Linked DNA regions of Lactuca sativa: region 2 is linked to region 1. A link is a contact called in public Hi-C data. All regions are on one chromosome and are shown on one strand. Each heading gives the region's core, a stretch centred on a gene start, on an enhancer-like site or on the middle of the called end of the contact. The rest is flanking DNA. Distances are from core to core; before and after follow the strand shown.

Evidence for each region. A called contact is a pair of places that touch in the nucleus more often than the background predicts.
Region 2: a contact with region 1 is called in a Hi-C map of leaf, with 4 times the contacts expected there. The contact joins the promoter of LOC111892056 here to the promoter of LOC111892063 in region 1. A contact is called at or near these places in 4 of 4 Hi-C or Micro-C datasets (bud, leaf and seed).

What each region holds. Positions count from the first base shown.
Region 1 is chr7:32,324,133-32,330,161 of Lsat_Salinas_v11, reverse strand. It overlaps LOC111892063 (signaling peptide TAXIMIN 1), which reads right to left and starts at 4,177. Exons shown (of 2, transcript XM_023888125.2): 1 at 3,858-4,177; 2 at 3,381-3,600. The coding sequence starts at 3,982. The coding sequence ends at 3,477.
Region 2 is chr7:32,492,389-32,498,465 of Lsat_Salinas_v11, reverse strand. LOC111892056 (GDSL esterase/lipase At1g28580) reads right to left here and starts at 3,166. Exons shown (of 5, transcript XM_023888118.3): 1 at 2,860-3,166; 2 at 1,802-2,026; 3 at 381-529; 4 at 4-280. The coding sequence starts at 3,115.

The DNA of each region.
Region 1 (6,029 bases), core at 2,928-5,427:
CAGGGCCGGCCCTGGTAAATGTCTTGATCAGGGAAATGATCTTCTATTCGACAAAAACGGCCAAGATCGATGGTTTAAAAACCGGTTTTTAGTTAAAAATCGGTATTATGATCGGTTTTCGGTACAACCGGTTTAACTGGTTCGATCACCGGTTCAACCGGTTTCTATAATTTTCATCTTTTTACTATTTTCCAAAACACACATAGACATCCACAAGTTTAACATTAAAAATACACATAAATACAAGTTATTATCAATCTAAATACATTTAAAAACACATAACCATAAGTTTTACATCAATTCACGTAAATCAAATAAAAAAGAAAATAAAATATAATACAAAAACAAAATATAGTATTAGATGAATACAAAGTATTAAAAAACTTCATAACATTTACCATGTATTTTTATTCAATAAAATATAAATAAATGTGAAAAAAAATCAAAGTTTGTTACGCAAAATAATTCACTTTCATATGTTTTTATTTAATTTAACCGGTTGAACAGAGCTTTTATAAAAATTAGCCGATTTATTCCGGTTTAGAAATAAACATAAAATCACTGCTTGTTAAATCGCTCCCTTATTCGGTTCCCCATCTAACCGGTTCGATCAACCGGTTGAAACCGGTTTTTAAAATATTGGATACACCCTTCATCAAACAATATCTCTCTTATGCGCCCACAAAAAAAAAATAGCAATTGAAATTGAAATTCGAAAAAACTGTGAAAATATACCTATATATAATATTTAACATATAATACCATAATAATAATAAATGACTTGAGCTTAATATAAAAATTACTTGCAAGTTACATAACATAGAACTACATATACGGAAAATGCAAATTGCACAATTAATTATTAGTTTCAAAATGATTTTCATATATGTTCGTTAAGTCATTTGTAAAGTATTATGAGCTAGAAGTTCCCTATTTGTCATATAACTTGATAGGTTAGTAACATGTTTGATCATCATCTTCATCAGAGCTTTTATACGGACAATTTCTCGTTAAAAATATCGGTAGAATCAGTAACAGTTTTGGTATGTTTTACATTCATCCTTAACAATCGTATTTTGCATAATTTCCCCATTTTCATTTTGTCCTAAATAAGACTTGGATGTTAAAAATGCAAAGCGAACTCTAAATGTTCATTCCAACATTTTTTTCTAGCGGTTTATGTTGCTTTTGAGGCCGAAATAAGTGGTGTCACACTTCCTCATAAAAAAACACTGTCACGTAGGCGTCACGTGTGTTTTTACCACTAAAGTGTGGTTTGTTGCTACGCACAAGAAGTGGTGTCACACTTGAGTTTTTTTTTTATATATATTTAATTAATAAAAACTTTATTCTTTTTAAAAAAAGATAATGTTTCATTAATTAAAATTAAAGGTAAAATTATATTGCATAACTTGAAAAAAAAAATAGAAAAGCTAACTAGAAATATTAAGCCTACAACATAAAAAACACACATCAAACGATTAAAAACTTGGAAAAAAATAGATACTAAAAAAAGAAACTAGATATTAAAAACGATTAGCCTAACGTTGTTTGAAGGATAACATTTTCAAAGGTTTTGGAAATAAAAAAATGGTAAAATATGAAGTGTTTGTCAGTTAGTTTGTTTAAAAAATTGTATGATTTGAGAGGTTTAAAAAAGAATGGGTAAAGGTTAAAAAAAATCGACAATTCACAACGGTCAATGTTTAGAAAATAGAGCAGATGAGCGCTCCCTTGGGGTACCGCGGTGCGGCTTCCACCACACTCAAACCACAGTGGAGGGGCGATGTTTATGATGATGTCAGGGGTGGTTGGTATGGTAGAGACAACAATCACTCCCACCAGTCTGAACAAACAACTTTTGGTTTTGGAGTTATAGAGGAGTAATTAACTTGATAAATAAAACTCATGTAAGATGCATGTCATGAGTGAGATAATATCCCTAATTATTTTCACAACCATTTACAACGTAACTAACTTTCGGTAGAGAATAAGAGAGAAGAACTGGTGGCTAGAGGCGATTCCATTGTAGAAGAAGAGAGGAGTGATGGTGGTAGGGACGATCATGGAACCGATGACAGAAGAGTTCGAAGAAAGATTGTGAGAAAGAAAAAGTGTTCGAGCAGCGACAGACATAGTTAATTCTGGCGAGATCAACGACTGTAGTGTTGATAGAGAGAGTGATGATTAAAGATCAGAGGTTTGCTTGGCGAATAAGGAACCATCAGAGGGAGGCAACAACAGCATCGAAAGAGTCTGACTCGGAAAAAAGATCCAAAGAAGAAGATGTCAGCCGATGAGAAGACAAAAGCAGACGAGACAATAGAAGAAGTCGAGGAACTCTGGTTTAGCGTCGACAGTTGTATTATTATTTAGGAAAAGAAATAAGAAAAAGATAAACATTAAGCATAATAAAAGCACATCCGACGACCATTAGAGAATGTCATCGGAGGTGGAGGGTGGCAGATGTAGGTTGTGGTCAGCAGTAAAATTTTAACCTGGAGCTCTAGAGTAATAAATTGGTTGATTACTCAAAAGACAATTATATAAAAATACATAAACCCTAATTAGGTTTAACCTAAACATTAATCAATATACGTTTGTTGTCTGTTTAGTTCAAAATATGATCTTTAAATTTATAAGGTGTTGTTATCTCTTTTTGAAGTTGAGAGTTCAAGATTTGTTCGGAACACAAGTGGTGTTAGAAGTAATTTAGTAGAAATATGTTGCAGTTAAAAATAATAATAAAATAAAATAAAAATAAATAAAAAACATAATTTTCATATAGATAAGATTTATCCAAAATTATGTAAACCAACAAATAGAATGATGAATGATGACATGTGACGCAATCTCTTTGATAGACTCATCAAAATTACCCCCTTGAACAAATAGAGCGTCAGATTTTTTTTCTTGATTTTCTTTTTTGGTCCTATAAAGTGGTTTGAACCAGATTTTCTTTTTGGTCTGGTTAGGTTAATCGAACCATATTTAATAATTAAACCACTTTATCTAAACTAAAACAAATTATTTAGATAATCATTTTTATACAAATCGCCACAAAACCAATTATTTAGAGAAAACTAAATTACTGTTTTATGTTTAACCCCTATTTTAGAGACTTTATATCCATATTTCCCATTAGCTAACACATTTATTAAGAAAAACAAATTATACTTTGTAGGAAATAAGAGGCTATGCATTAAATTTAGATATTTCAAAGATCAATAAAATATACCCTTTTTAGTCGTTCTACATATTAATTTCTTGAATAATCAAGATACGTGGATTAGTAGATGTTTACTACATATCATCTATTCATCTTATTACTGATTATTTAATATTTAATATGTAATAATTAATTTCAATACATATACGACTCCAAGAAAAAAATATATATATATAAATTATTGAGAAGAATTATACAAAAGATAAAACGATTCAGATTTCATATTCATGTATCCAAACAAAAGGAACTAACAAGGAATTTGTTCAGTAAACCATTTCATGACAGAGAATGGAGCTTTGATCAACGATATCGCCAACTCTACGATCACCGTTACACAGAAACAACAAGGGCATAAACAGCTCAAGATCAACCTGTAAACATATCGAATCCAAATCACAATTTAGCATTTCATCTTCTTCAATCAACGAACTTTACTTTCTGTTTTTCAGTTTATACTTCTTGTTCTTCGATCTATGATTTCACTTTCACAAATCATTTAAAAAAAATCACAACATAAAACTTTACTCGACTTCTCGTTGATATTTCCGTTTGTTCAATCTAAAAATCGCTTCATAATTTATTCAAAAAATTATTGACAACACTACAAAATTGAGAAAGAGAGAGTTACCCGACGATCCAGATGACGACGCCGATGATAGTGAGGATGAGGGCGACGAAGGCGAACGGTAGGCCTAAGAGAAACCCTAACGGTCTGCATCTACAGTCGTCGTCATCACCGCCGCAACAACACATTTCTTCTGGTGAGATTGATTCTGAATTTGGATGTAATGATTGAACTGAATTTGGAATTTAGAGGAAGAAGAAGAAGAAGATAAGGATTGATTTAAGGAAACGTTGACGCTTGTTGACGGAGAACACAATAGACGGTAGCAAACAAGATAAACTACTCTGACAGCTATACACAACCAACCCCACCCCACACTCCACACCCAACCTGCAATACATTTTTGTTGATTAAAATGAACAACGTTTATATAAATTCATTTCAGATTTTAAATACTGATTTTTTTTTTCTTTTTTGGAAAATTAAGAAATAGTATAAAAATAATGTTAATACTTAATAGTGATTCATTTAAGATCTTATTTCATTTTTACGCAGAAAAGTTTATTACAATTATATATATTTAAGGTATTTTTTACAATGACCCCGTTAGCCACAAATTTCAACACCTTCCCTATCAAATGGGTCGAAAGGTAGGGAAATATGCCAAACATGTTGCCAAATGGGTTGGTGGGTCCACCTACTTAAATCCTCGTATGTATTTCTCAATAAAATCAACTTCACAAGGGTCCTATCAAAATACAATTTCTCAATACTATCAGCTATTTTTTTAGTACTATAGACATTTTTACATGTTCCTGTCAAAATGCAATTTTTCAATACTGCAACACATATAGCTTAGTATACTCTACTTTTCCTTTTGATTAACAATTAATAAACAATCACTTGTTTTTTAGGTTAGACTGTCCAGTATAGGTGAGGATAGCACGTGCGGCATCCGATGCATCACTTTTATCCACGCGTGAACACCATCCCCAATGAGCATGTGTGTTGTAGGTTTGACAGTCGTATCGTGTTCGAGTTGGCGGGTCGCGAGTTAACGGTTTGACATGTTAAAAAACACAAACCCGAACACGACCCATTTAACTATACAGGTCATAGGGTGGCGGGTTTGGAACATAAACTCATATACGACTCGTTAACCCACTTATTTATATGGGTTCACTAGAGCTGACAAAAAATGACCCAACCCACCAACCCAACTCAAAATAACCAGATTGGGTTGAGATTTTCAACTCATTTAAGTTAAATTGGTTAACCCATCTAACTCATTTAATTAAACAGGTTGGGTCAGATAAAAATTATCAACCCGTTTTCAACCCATCAACTCATTTAACTTTAATTTATATTTAATTTAATAATTATTTATATATTATCATATATTAATCTAAGTATTAGTTTATAAATTATAATGTTCATATTATTATTTATGTTTTAAAAAAATGGAATCCTAATTCCTATCTTTTTTCTTAGCATCGACAACACTAATCACTCTCCAAAATAACATCAGCCACTTTCCAAAATAACACTAGCCATTGCGATCGAGTCGGCTCATTTCCTTTGAAAACGAAGTACCTGAAACCAAAACTGTAAACCGTAAGCACAAAGCTTAGTAAGTTCCCTCATCATACCACATACTATACCAAACACATATCGTCAGGCAATTCTGGGGTGCCCGACCTACCCATGTCAAACATTTCTGGGGTGCTTGACCTACCCTGTCAGACCATTATTGGGTGCCCGACCTACCCTGTTTGGCAATTCTGGGGCACCGACCTACCCTCCAGTTTATCTCAAACTGCTATGGGGACTATTTCACCCATACTACTACCACATAATAACATAGCATAAACATAATGTCAGACATATCTAGGGTGCCTAACCTACCATTCGGTCCTTACGACCGTAACACGGGGACTATTCCCCTCCTACTATCTACTATCACATCATATCATGCTAGCATATAATCATAACAGAGAACAACATACCAGATAATTATCACGAAGACGATTATCTCTACTATAACTCTTACTCGTGGGTCGAACTTGGTGCCTTATACCCACTTCTACTGGAAGATAATTCACCTCACACTGCTGAAGTCCTGTAGACAAAACTCTAGCTGCTGGATGACAGGTTCTCGAACTGTCAATCATTAAAATAACACCCAATCAGTAACTGGGTTCCAATATATACCCATAAGTCCATGCTTAGGGTAAA
Region 2 (6,077 bases), core at 1,917-4,416, 170 kb before region 1:
TACCGTATTTTTGTGGTGATTGGAAAAATTGCATGGCAGCGTTGTAGTAATCGGCGTAGATGATATTGACATTGGGATTAATCTCTCGGATTTGATTTAATGCAGTTTGAAGCAACTCGTTGTGATACTCAGCAAACTTGTTTAACTCTATAATGCAACCTGTTGTATTATCGTGTCTAACCCAATCAGAACCATAATAGATCGTTAAGTACGCAGCTGAGCATCCAATCGGTAGGTTTCCAGGAATAACAAGTGTTTCAGCCCCAAGCTCAATCAACTCCTGCATGCATTAATCCCAGATTGATTGATTAATTTTAATTTAGTTAATATACGCATGTTAGATTAATGTACGTAGTATAGGATTTTATATTTATACTTACGTTTATAGCTGAAACAATGGTGTTAATAACAAGAGGAACATATGATTTCAGCTCATCAATTGGTTTTCCAGCGATTACTGCATGATTGTAATCGTTACCTCCGATCTCCCCCATAAGAATTAATGAATTTTTAATTAAGTGTCTGCAATCTGCAAAATAAACATTTACATTCAATGAATGATATAGGAAAACCAAATAAATATTTATGTTCTATTACCAGATAATGTAATTCTAATATTTTAAACTTGATAAGAGTATACACATTATTTTAATTGACTTCAAATTCAACTTACATATTTTGTAAATTGATGGCAGTTATTATTATTATTATTATTATTATTAATTAATTAACTTAATTATGAGTCATTTCAAAAGGTTGACCTCGTAGGGTGTACTCCAACTACAAAGTCAAATATGGTCGAATAACAGAACATTCAAAGATACATACTTCGATGCATATACATTCTTTTTTTGGATTTTTGGTTTAAATTTCATTACATCCTTTTGTTTATTGAGAAGAATCAAATAGTTCTAATATTATGTGGCTCTAAATAAACTTCACCAACTCTCAAGGCCAATTAATTATAATGGGTATTGTCAACATCAAAAAAAGATCCCAAAAATTTTGAAGACTTAGAGTTGTGTTAATTATGTAAATGAATAACAAGTTAATATAATTTAATTTGTAAACAAACTATTAACTATTAAAGTAGATCATTTGAGATTTAAATACTTTAAAATTAAATAGTTCTATATGTTCGAATTCCATAAAGTTTAACTTTAAAATAATTTGATATTTAAAGAAAAATTGTAATAAATAAAAGTAATTTTATGAATTTTATATAAATAAATTCTTAAGATAAAATTAACGGTTGTTGAAAGTACCTATCAACTAACATACATTGAGTGTATCTTTTATAAACATCATAAAAATAAAAGTTTAGCCAAAGTCTATATCCATACTCGGTAAGCTAATGATAAAATATTAAATTAAGTTCATATGTCGATACAAAATTGTTTTTTCGGTTAGTCATAGTTATTGTTGTAGAGGTTGGTGAGTGAGTCGCCACCCGTTGACTACATCCACACGGTTGGTGAACAATTGAAAAAGTCATTTTTTTTTTATCTTTTGGAACTATTTTATCGCATAGAAGTTAGGATTCTTTTTTGAATTTACTGCAATTTAGTATATATTGAGACCATAAAAATAGCTTATATACCAACTTATATGCTAATTAACTTATAAACTAGCTTTTTGAAAAGTTGTATCTGAGATAACTTATCAACTTATAAACTAGCTTTTTGAAAAGTTGTATCTGAGATAACTTATCGATGACTAGTTTTTCGAACACAACCCAGGTATTTTCAATGTTAAGTTGTTTGAAATAATTTATTGGTGAGTTTAGGCTGGACTTGGCTACCTGACGGGGTGCCACAAATAGAAGGCAACGAATCTTTGAACCATTCCAACTGAACACCTAAAGACGCGTTTGTATATGGATTGATAACCCCTTGTGCTTCATGGAATGCTGAATCTAATGCAGTCGCACCGGCTACTGCAAAATTCACCCCTTGACCTTTCTCCAACATACCATTCGTCTTGACACCCTCATATGGTGGTATCAATGGCATACCAAGACTCTCGGCTTCAAGAAAAAGAAAAACATTTATTAGATTGTAATTCATACGTGTTGAATTTAAGTACAAGAAACCAAATAGGTACGACTTCGTACATTTTGTTGAATCACACTTGTTAGTACATGTTACATTAAAGTATAGTTCACACAATCCTTGCTTCAAAACCCAAGTACCTTTTTGATAATAAAGAAGGGTATTCTAATCTTAAAAATATCCATTTAATTCATATATTAATATATTTTTTGTTAGCTGTACCATGAAATTGCTATTTGTTGGGTGATCGAGTTTAAGTGAGAGTTTATAACAACTTGTGTTATATTAATAAAGATTAATAAGTTTTGATCACCTTATTAATTTAAAGTCTAAAGAGGACGTGATGTTTCACTAAGGGTGTTTATAACAACCCATAAAGAAATCATATCTAACAAAATTATTGTTTCGTATTTTTAATTTTTACAGAAAAGTAAGTTTTGCACTTTTCTAATGGAAACATATTTTTTACTTATATAAATCTCTTTTTTTTTCTCATGTTTTAAAAAACAGTCTAGTTTCCTCAAAACCCTACAAAAATACATCTAATAGCATATATTTAGAAACAGTTTCGACCAAGGAAATAAAAGAGATCGAACATATCAAATATAAATACATATATAAACGTTTACATGAATCAGTCAAGATGTCTCTATATATATTAGTATGCAAATTAAGTTTATGAACGGGTCAAATATATAAACAAATCATATATTTTTATTTATTTTGACAAATTTAAGTTGTTTAACTAATTTGGTGTTGATGAAAACCGAATAAGAACTGAAAAAAATAAAAGTGTGTAAATATATACCAATGAAATCAATGATCAAACGGCCATTGGAGCACCTTCCGGTGGCTTTATGGAAGTAGGTTTCACCGTAGGGTGGAAACATGAAATGTGGTGGCCGGCTGTTTGATCTGGTGGTGAGTTGTTTTAGGTTTCCGGTATCAGCCAACGAGTCACCAAAGCTTATGATCGATGTATAACACCCATTAGCATTCATGGTGTAAGTCGCTAACAGCATCAACAAGGATAAAATGGGAAGAAAAGTCGGTGAAATCGCCATTAATGAAGGAGAAATTGAGCTCAAGATAATTTTGTTGCTGGTGATTCATCTATTTGTGTCTGTATTTATAATTGGAATAGAAAAGCACTGTTTGCTTCTGATGTACACCAAGAACCTGACACGAAACATGCACTGAGCTTATGGGTGAAATTACCTTTATACCCTTTTGTAGGTTAGGTGACCCAGTCCAATAAAGTTTCAAGACTTATTCCCAAACTACAAATTTGTGTGACTAGAAAATACATTCTATAATCTTATCAATAGATAAAAACATATGTATGTTTTTTATTTTCTAATGTAATAAACTTAGTATTTTTATTTATTTATTTCGATTTCTAATTTCACATTTCAAATAAGTCATCTTTAGTAAACTAGTGAGTTAATTGCTCGAGTTACCTATTTGGGGCCCATATACCGAAAGCAAAAAGAATCCTCTCCCCTCCTTTTGTTTTTCACTCCTTCACGACATTTCTAATTTTACTCACATTCGTTATATCAAAATCCGATTTGCCTTGATTGTATTAGTCGATAGAAATAAAGGAAAAAGTAGATTTATTATCTTTGATATAGAAATGCAAAAAATATTACCTTTATGCATTATAATATATTCAAAGATTTCTACACTTGCAAGTTGAAAATAATTATTGTTTGCTATTTTTATAAGATCATGATTAGTATATTAGAAAAAGCCAAATATAAGAATAGAAAGAAAAAGTCACTTGCACTTATAAAAATAATGTGCCATAGGAAAAAATAATACGTCAACTTTGTTGGGACGGACACACACACACACACATATATATATATATATATATATATATATATATATATATATATATATATATATATATATATATATATATATATATATATATATATATATATATATATATATATATATATATATATATATATATATATATATATATATATATATATTACATGAATGGTCCCTACGTTTGGGATAATTTATGCGTTTGATCCATAACTTATTTTTTTAAATCGAAAAGTCTCTATTATTTGTTTTTGTTACGTGTTTGGTTCCTACTGTTTGTTTTTGTCACACGTTTGGTTCCTGCCATACAAAAAAAACTTTTATTTAAATAGGGAAAATGATGAGGTATGTAAGGTAAGGTGAGGGGTGGTGTTGGAAGTGTGTTTATTTAAATAAATTAAAAAATCAATGACAAAATAGTTTTTTTTTAGATAAAACACTTACAAACACGTAACAAAAATAAATAGTAGAAACCTTCCGAGTTAAAAAAAATAAGTTAGGGACCAAACGTGCAAATTACCTAAACAATAGGGATCATTCTTGTAATTTACTCTCTCTCTCTCTCTCTCTCTCTCTCTCTCTCTATATATATATATATATATATATATATATATATATATATATATATATATATATATATATATATATATATATATATATATATATTAAGTTCAAATGTGGATGGCATTTGCGCTGACGTTTATGGACAGTGCTATTCTCTTAGAATAATTAACACAATAGTTTGTTTGGTAATATGAATATATTCAACCTCACATAACTATTGTCATTATCATGCATTTTCACTCATTCTTTGTAACATCTATAAATTTCACAAAAAAATTTAAACTTTTAAAACCAATCCACAAGTCATCATCATTTACAAATTAGTTTCAAAACATGTTTAATATCAGAGTTCTCCCAAAATCATAAAAAAAAATATGAGGAGGTGCACGATCACGCATTTTCCTTCCTACAGTCATCTGAGGTACTTGAAACATAACCCAAAACTGTAAGCCTAAACCTTATTGAGTTCCCCCAAAATACCAACACATCGCATAATCATAATAACAACAAACAACATGCATACAGAGCCTTCAGCATGACTTGACCGCCTTATAAGCCGTCAGCCTATCTGGACAATTATTCGGGCCTTCGGTCTGACTAGAGCGCCTCGCAAGGCCTACAGTTTATCTGGTATGCCCCGGGTGTCTTGGCCTTTAGCACGAAGCAAGACTGCATCAACCCAACCAACCATGACATGTCGACATACACATAACTAATAGACATTTAAATAGACATCAAACAAACGGGCAAATTTACCGATCATAACCGCATGCTAACACCCTATCTATTAGGGTACAGATCTAACAGATTGCTCTAGTACATGATTATACGATAAACCAGGATAACAATCCAAAGGCCCGGCCTTGGTGCCTTCGACCCCATAAGTACAGTGAGGGAAACTCACCCTGCACTGTCGAATCTCATAGAAAGAATCTCTTGCCGCTGCCTCACTAAAATCTTCGCGCTACAAATCACCGTAATAATCATCCATCAATAATCGGATATCGGATATGATCCATACTAATTGCCCAAACTGGGGTAAAAGACCTTTTTACCCTTTACTCAGCATGACCCAACCTAGGTCCAAACCAACAATCCAAGGTCCAAACATCCAATAACACTCAAGGCTCATACATAGCCCAATTTTCTAAATTGGGCCCAAGCCCTTACATAGGCCTTACCTTAAGGCCCACTAATTTTCTTTACTCCAAACTCTTTCATTTAGGTGGCTCAACAAATCCCCAAGCCACAAAGCCCAAAGAATAGCCCAAATATGAGGCCCAAACATACAAAGCCCACTAGATTGAGTATGTAGGGCGTACTCAGCATGTACGCGCAACGTACTCGCTTGAGGGATTGTACACTAACCTTACCTGCTTGTACGCCTAATATACTCACCCATTAGCCCAAAACTTGATTTCGTCACTTAATTCCTTAAGACATAGCTCCAAAACACAGATCTGACTTCCTTGAACTGGATTATCACGTAAACTTGCTAACTTTACGTTCATGCATGGCTAAATGAAGCTCTTAAGCTTATAGAGGACTTAACAGGTGACTTAATGCATGCATGTGACCAAAAATCCCATAAAGCTTGCACCTTGATACTCAAGGAGTCCACCA